Linked DNA regions of Mus musculus: region 2 is linked to region 1. The links are chromatin contacts, called in public HiChIP or PLAC-seq maps. All regions are on one chromosome and are shown on one strand. Each heading gives the region's core, a stretch centred on a gene start, on an enhancer-like site or on the middle of the called end of the contact. The rest is flanking DNA. Distances are from core to core; before and after follow the strand shown. Region 1 has its middle 6.0 kb from the start of Gm40054. Region 2 has its middle 130 kb from the start of Gm32237.

What was found. HiChIP or PLAC-seq counts read pairs in DNA pulled down with a chosen protein or histone mark.
Region 2: a contact with region 1 is called in an H3K27ac HiChIP or PLAC-seq map of VIP interneurons, with 2.9 times the contacts expected there. The contact joins two enhancer-like sites. A contact is called at or near these places in 1 of 484 Hi-C or Micro-C datasets (cortical neurons) and 1 of 115 datasets of contacts at active chromatin or transcription factors (VIP interneurons).

The regions. Positions count from the first base shown.
Region 1 is chr3:56,361,412-56,365,757 of GRCm38.p6, reverse strand. No RefSeq gene overlaps it. Among named protein-coding and RNA genes, the nearest start is that of Gm40054, 6.0 kb to the right of the region's middle. Within about 2 kb of position 3,012, at least 18 of the 459 cell types and tissues checked have an H3K27ac peak or open chromatin away from gene starts, as enhancers often do. A contact at or near this core is called in VIP interneurons, where this site is marked.
Region 2 is chr3:56,828,992-56,832,889 of GRCm38.p6, reverse strand. No RefSeq gene overlaps it. Among named protein-coding and RNA genes, the nearest start is that of Gm32237, 130 kb to the right of the region's middle. Within about 2 kb of position 2,044, at least 11 of the 459 cell types and tissues checked have an H3K27ac peak or open chromatin away from gene starts, as enhancers often do. A contact at or near this core is called in VIP interneurons, where this site is marked.

The DNA of each region.
Region 1 (4,346 bases), core at 1,763-4,262:
ATTATATTTGAAATTATATATATATTCAATATATATAATATTCATATATATATATATTCAATTGTATTGTCTGTCTTCTTGCCCTAGATCCTAAGCTTGTGGAAGTCAGGAAGGAATTCAGTTCTCTGATATATATCTTACAGACACTCTAGATATGCTTGTTAAATGAATGAAGAAATGAGAATATGAATTGAAGAAAGGAAAATATCCTCAGAAATTCTAAAAGAAATCTGGATTTTTTTAAGAGATTCTTTATTCCTCTTTGTAAGATCAGCAAGGAGAAGAGTAGGGAGAAGGGAAGAATAACCTAACACCAGTACAGGTTTTATGGAAAAAAGACCTGTAAGAGACTTCTAGTATGAGAATCAGAGTCTGTTATGCATTTGCAGGCCAGGACTTCAAAAGAAGAATGAAGAGGGAATGTGAAATGGTCTCTTTTTGGGTCTGCAGTCAGTCCTTGGTATAACTAAGAAGGTGGGGTGTATGGTGGGTTAAAGGCTGTCAGATGAACCATAAACAAGTCTTTTGGTTACCCATGACTTGAATCAACAGGGCAAGAGGTAAGAATTAAAAAACAAACAAACAAAAAACAAGCTGAAACCAAGTTACTTTTATTTTGATATTGTTGCTTGTACTGGCTAGTTTTGTGTCAACTTGACACAGCTGGGGTTATCACAGAGAAAGGAGCTTCAGTTGAGGAAATGCCTCCATGAGATCCAACTCTAAGGCATTTTCTCAATTTGTGATCAAGGGGGAAAGGCCCCTTGTGGGTGGGACCATCTCTGGGCTGGTAGTCTTGGGTTCTATAAGAAAGCAGGCTGAGCAAGCCAGATGAGGCAAGCCAGTAAAGAACATCCCTCCATGGCCTCTGCATCAGCTCCTGCTCCCTGACCTGCTTGAGTTCCAGTCCTGACTTCCTTTGGTGATGAACAGCAGCATGGAAGTGTACGCCGAATAAACCCTTTCCTCCCCAACTTGCTTCTTGGTCATGATGTTTGTGCAGGAATAGAAACCCTGACTAAGACATTGCTATTTAACCGAAATAGAGACTTTTTTTTTTTTTCAGAATGGCGCAACCATGACTAAGAATCAAGAAGAAGAATCTAGTCTTTTTCCAGTCCTATCCTGAATCAGGTCTAGATAAAACAACATAGGCAACATTATAGGCAAGTGTCTTCCCAAACCTGCAGGCTGAAAACCAGTCCATACTCCAGGTCCTTCTGGATAACTACTCTCTATGACTTTTGGTCAAGCTGCAGGCCCACTTATACCACACGACCGTTCTCCTAAACTACCTCTGATTGATGGTACAGGCCTTGGATGAGTCTAGACTGGCCAACAATCCTTAATTCTCACCTATCATCTCATTTTGGAATATCCCATGGTTTACAATCCTCTAACATTTTGGTCTCTTTAGGTCAATTCCAAGCACAACAGTGCTGTCCAAATGAACATTCTACAAATATCTACAATGACAGCAGTGTTCTGTCTCCGTACTGTCTTCTATGATAGCACTGGCCAAATGTATCTACTCTGCCTAGTACAACTGAGTTGATATTGTTGTTGTTGCTGCTGCTGCTGCTCTTATTGCACTCATTTAAATTTGAATAGCCACTTGTATCTAGTGGCCATGATATACGGCAGTATAACATTAGAATTATAATTTAGCCCAATTCTCTAGATCCTTTAGTCCACAGAAGACTTAGTCTGTCTGCATCAACTCTCCTGAGGCATTAACTCAAAAGGCCTTCTGCTTCTTTTTTTTAAAAAGATTTATTTATTTGTTTATTTATATGTATATTAATATACTGTTGCTGTCTTCAGACACCAGAAGAGGGCATAAGATACTATTGCAGATGGTTGTGAGCCACCATGTGGTTGCTGGGTATTGAACTCAGCACCTCTGGAAGAGCAGTCAGAGCTCTTAACCGCTGAGCCATCTCTCTAGCCCTGCCTTCTGCTTCTTAATGCGAGTTATTGCATGCCATCACTGATTTATGGTCTTAGAAAAACAGACCAAATGAACTTGGCCTATTTCCAAACACACTTGTACAACAAGAATTATCCATATAAACAAACTTCTTCAGATATTAAACTAAGTCCATGGACAAATATTAGACAAAAATTTCAATCATAGCAAAAAAAAAAAAGGAAAAAAAATGACGTATGTGGAGAAAACATGAGGCCAAAGGATCATTTCTGGTTGAGCTAAGGCTCCCTAAAGCTTTGCTGACAAGCAGGAGTTATCCCCAAAGACTTACCTGTAAGATGTCTATGAAGAAAGAATGCTCTTGAGGATGGCAACCAGGTACATCTTATTCCCTACTATTGACGTATTAACTTCATCACCATTAATGAACACATAAGGAAAGAGCTTCATCTATATAATCTCTCATCATGTCAACAACCATCCAGTAGGTAAAAATAGCTATACCTTTTCTCAGAATTATCTGGACTCTAAGAAGCATGCCTAAAGTTTTCAAGTTGATAAAGGTTGAGGCCAGTTCACAGATCAAACTAGGTGACCTGGATTTTTTTTTCCTTTCTCTGGATCCTGTCATTACACAAGAGAGAAGCATGAAGGTCACTGGCAGTCATCTGAATATCAGGCTTCATTGCCTCCTGTTTCATAGCCACTCTGAATGTGGAGAAGCAACATCTGGGTTAATTCCTAGGCAGCAACACCCAGGAGAGCTTTGAACAAAAGTTTAATTTTATGCAAAAATACTACAAGATCTCTTACAATAAAGACAGCCCCAAAAGGAGTCCATCTTAAAGTGAACACAGCAGCAAATTATATTCATATTTAAGGAAAGGGGTCTTGTAGAGATACCCTAAAATATGCCGCTGCATTTCTTTGGAATGTGTTCAGGAGGTGAAAATAACTGAAGAAATTGGCTCCCTCTTCTTATCACACAGTATTCCCAGCCATCTGCTGTGTGTGCTTATGAAGATGCTGTGCAGTGCTTAAAATTCTCATCCAAGAAAATGTGAATAACCAATTTACAACCTGTGAGGGAAAGGGGAGGGATTCGTCCTTCCCATCCCCAAGGCTCAGATTTAGAGTGAGCATGTGTAGTTGTGGGTGGCTATGCTGGTTGCTTTAAAGAAGATTAAATTGTACATAATGCCAAATAACAAAACAAAAGGGGAAAATGTGTGTGGGAGATGGGAGTGAGATGCTGAAATAATTTAATTACTGTCAGGTGGTTTTCAAGCTGTACTGGGGTGAGGGGAGCCTTGAATAGAATCTATTACCCAAAAACCAAATGAGCCTACAAACATCTCTATACTCATTTTTATTGCATGATACCAAATGGTTTTCAAAACATAAAAAATAAAAGTTGTGATACTACATGGAATAAAGAGAGTGGAGACCTTTGGGTAAGACCCTACCCAGCTAAGCTTCCAATTTGTGAAAAGGAATTGAAGAAAAGCTGAAGCACTGAAGGAAACCAGCAACAAGAGGAAGCTGATGCAAATGTGATGGAAAGAGGGGGCCAAGTTCCAGCCACAGCAAGCCGTAGAACTTGGCAACTTCAGCCAAGTGGTTCTGGTTTTAGAGTCAAGAACATAAGAAAGGGGTTATGGGATCTTCCTGTGTGACTAAGGAAAGCTGCAGAGGCTAGGCATGTGACAGGAGTGTCCCTGCTTGGAGAGCCAATAAAAACATTGTGTGAAACTATGGGGATGAATCCTGAATAATGCTAGTGACCCCAAGGTGTTAGAGATGTTAGGATAATGAGATATCTTCTAGGGAAAGCTGCAGATCGGTGTGGAACCAGCCTAAGAGAGAAAAGTATGCTGTAGTCAACAAAGCCATAGGAATTGAAGTCCTGAAAAATGCTTTAACACTGGACATGGAGAGACAGAATTTAGAATTTGCCCTGCTGTTTTTTAGTCTTTCTTTGGGCCAATATTTCCTCATTCTGTTCCCTTTTATCCCTTTGGAATAGTAATATGTTCTGTGCACTCATGAGTTAGAAGGCATCTTAGTCATGTTTCTCCAGAGTCACATAACCTATGGAATAAATTTATACATACACATATATACACATGCACACACATACATATACATCATATGTGTGTCTAATTCAGGTCCAGCAAGGGCAATCGCTTCTACCTGTAATGTAATTACTAGCTGTGTCTTACACAATACTGACCATGGGTACACCATCTTGTCTCTAAAAATCCCAGGGTTCAAATAGAGACTGGAAACTTAGCACCAATCTGTGTGGGACCCCCAAGATTTTGAAAGAGGGTACTCACTCTACTGTAGTTCGATGTTTTAGGACTGAAATGTCACCCAAAGACCATGTAGCAAAAGCTTGATTGCTAAACTATGG
Region 2 (3,898 bases), core at 795-3,294, 470 kb before region 1:
GTGGGAGCAATTTGGAAAGCTGTCCAAAATATCCCGCTGAGGACTCATGCTACGTGTAAAGGCATGAGTATAAAAGAAAGTTTATTGAGGGGAAGAAAAAAGGTGCCTGGAAAGGGGTAGAGGCAGATAAAGGGAGTGGGAGAGGACAAAAAAAAGAAGAAGAGAGAGGAAGAGGATAGTTGGTAACATGTGGGAACAGAGAGAGGGAGAGAAAGAAGAGAAAGAGAGAGAGAGAGGGTAATAAGCAATCTTTTTTTTCTTTTTCCAATTTTTTATTAGATATTTTCTTCATTTACATTTCAAATGCTATCCTGAAAGTCCCCTATACCCTCCCCCTGCCCTGCTCCCCTACCCACCCACTCCCACTTCTTGGCCCTGGCGTTCCCCTGTACTGGGTCATATAAAGTTTGCTAGACTAAGGGGCCTCTCTTCCCAATGATGGCCAACTAGGCCATCTTCTGATACATATGCAGCTAGAGGCACGAGCTCCGGGGGGTACTGGTTAGTTCATATTGTTGTTCCACCTATAGGGTTGCAGACCCCTTTAGCTCCTTGGTTTACTCCATTGGGGGCCCTGTGTTCCATCCAATAGCTGACTGTGAGCATCCACTTCTGTGTTTGCCAGGCACTGGCATAGCCTCACAAGAGACAGCTATATCAGGGTCCTTTCAGCAAAATCTTGCTGGCATATGCAATAGTGTCTGGGTTTGGTGGCTGATTATGGGATGGATCCCCGGGTGCAGCAGTCTCTGGATGGTCCATCCTTTCAGCTCTAAACTTTGTATAAGCTGCCACCTGGCTCATACCTGGAAACAGATGATGATGTAAACTGTTACTAGGACACTGTTACTAGGTTCCAGGGAAGAGCCTAGTGGAATTGTCTGTAGGCCAATTGTGTGTGTGTGTGTGTGTGTGTGTGTGTGTGTGTGTGTGTGTGTGTGTGTTGTGCTAACTCTTGTGTATGCAGATGCTAAGGCTGGAGATCCACATCATGATCCCTCTTGCTTTCCACCTTATAATTTGAAATAGGGTCTATCATCAAACCCAGGAATTGAGTTTCTTCTAGCCTGGATGCTTAGTAACCCCGGCACCCACTTTTCTCTTCTCCTCTCACTCCCCTGTGCTGTTAGGCCACTGCACACACATGATCCATATATATATATATATATATACATAGAACATTTAAGTAAATAAATCCTCAAAATGTTGCAATAAGAATACAAAAGTGCTGTAAACTTATACTAGCAACATCTGCTACTGTCCTGCAATTTTTGTGCTGCTGAATCCCAAGGTCTTTGAAAGAACTAACTTGTTAATATCTTGGAAATGTTGGGAGGTAGGCAGCTGTACTTTGAAACACCAAGTATACATAAGATGGCTTTTAAATTTTCCTCTTTTCCAATTTAGGGTTTCATTAGAGAGTCAAAGCTGGACTAGGACTCTTGAACTTCCTGCCTCAGCCTTCCAAGTACTGGGATTACAGGAATGTGTCTCTGTACCTAGCACATGATTAAGTTTTTTAAATTCTATTTTTCAGGTGCTGGAGAGATGGCTCAGTGGTTAAGAGTACATGCAGCTCTTGCAGAAGAACTTGGTTTGATTCCTAGCTCCCACATAGATGCTTACAATTAATTCCAATTCCAGGGAATTCATACCCTCTTTTGACTTCTGTGGGTATTGTATGCAGATGCTGCATAGACATACATGCAGGCAAAGCTCTCACACCCATAACATAAAATAAAGTCTAAAATTCCATTAAAATTCTTCATATCCAGATGGAAGAATGAGAGAGAGAGAGAGAGAGAGAGAGAGAGAGAGAGAGAGAGAGAGAGAGAGATGGGGGGGTGATTCTTAACATTCTCTCTGTAATCTCTTCAGCTCTCAGCAGCAATTATCAGAGATCAGGCTTGGCATGTACTCTGCTACCCAGTTGTTATCAATAGCTTCTAATTGAGGACATGTGTTCATTTCAGCTGGGGTTATTGTTTGGTTGATCACGATGGAGAGGCTGAAAGACAGCATCTGGCAGGGTTATTTTCTGAAACCCACCCCTCAGTCCCATCTTCCTTCATAACTGCTTGCATTTGGTATGTGACACAGGAGGATAAAGGGAGGTTGGCACCCTAAAAGGCATCTGCTTTGACGTGGCCACAGGCTCATCAATGACATCTTTGCATTATGTATTAGGAAACATACCCAGATCCTTAAAGTAGATACCCATTTTTGCTTTTTATTCAAAGATACATGAAAAAATAGCTGCAAACTCAGTAATTAACCTGTAGTTTAGGCAGGGCTTGGCAGGCCTGTTTTATATCCACTCCAGGCAGTGTTTGATAGGATGACTTGGCTGGGACTGAAGAAACCAGTTCCTGAGTGGTGTGACTCCTATGACTGGATATGCTGAAGTGGCAGCCAAAGGCTCACTGTGTACCTGACAGGGCTCTTCAGGAAAACTCTGTTCGGATTAATTTACAGCTGGAGATCTTAATTCCAAAATAGAAATTCCAAGAGACAAAAGCTACAAGGCTTGGCCCGCTGTGTTGTCACAGTGTCTCCTCTTGTGCTTTATGGAAAGCTGCTGTCTAGATTCAGATATGGGGCATGTACCACACACTTCCCGAAGAGGAATGAGACTGAAGACCCAAATAACATCTGCTGTTTGGAAAATTAATTTACACTTTATCAAAATGAGGTCTTGATAAACAACTCAAGCTGTTTCCACCCCCTTGCTCTTCCTGCATCTGCCTCCCAAATAATAGGACAACAGGTATGTACCACTATGCCCAGGCTAAAATACAAATTTTAAATGACAGTTTGACATGATACCACTGAGCTTAATAGTCACATAGTAAATGGCAACAGTACCCAGTGATTCTCTATTTTAAATACACACACATGTATGCACATAGAGACAGATGTATTCACATATGCATGCATACATATAAACAGACATATATGTGTACATACATATGAACACAGACATAAATATATACACATATTCATACATGGACATATATAAACATACATACAAACATATATGCATATACATATGTGCCAATACATACATATACACATAGACACAGAAACTATACATACTCATACACATAGATATACATAGATATACCTGCACACACATACACACCTATAGACACAGACATATTCACACATACAGACATATATACACATACATACAAATACATATACACATATAAGTACATACATATATTCACACATGCACAGATAGACACACACTCATATGCACACACATAGACAAAAAGAGACACATACATAAATAGGCACATATACGCATACACATTGGTTGTTCCTGGTTTTTTGTTTCTTTTTTTTTCTGGATATTGAAATTGTGTTTTGTGCTAATTATTACCATGTACAAGGAATAGGTTGCATCATTTTCAGTCATTGGACAAGGGTGCCCTTTAGACACCCCCCAAGGATTACAGGCTATTGCCAAGGCAAGTAGCTACCCCTCACAATCTAATAGTAAGGACCTATTGCTAAAGACACTTATGTCATCAATATGGAGAAATTGAGCTGGTGCCTAACTAGGAGGTTTATCCCTACTTCTCTTGTTCGTAGGGCTGGAAGGTACTGTGGATGCTACATGAGGAGAAAATAATCAATCTCATCCAGCTCTGAACCTTTGACCTACAAGAGCAACCTCCCTGCAAAATATACTGATATAATCATGGCACCAATGTTATGGAATAATCATCAGTTTCTTAACTGGATATAAGACCTTCTCCGAGAGATGGAACATATACCTGACACTATTCAAGTGGCCAAGAATATGACTAGATATAGGTCAGGGGGGAAACCTACCACTATTATTCTGCCAAGGATGCATAGCAATAAAATTAGTCCTAATGACATATTGATA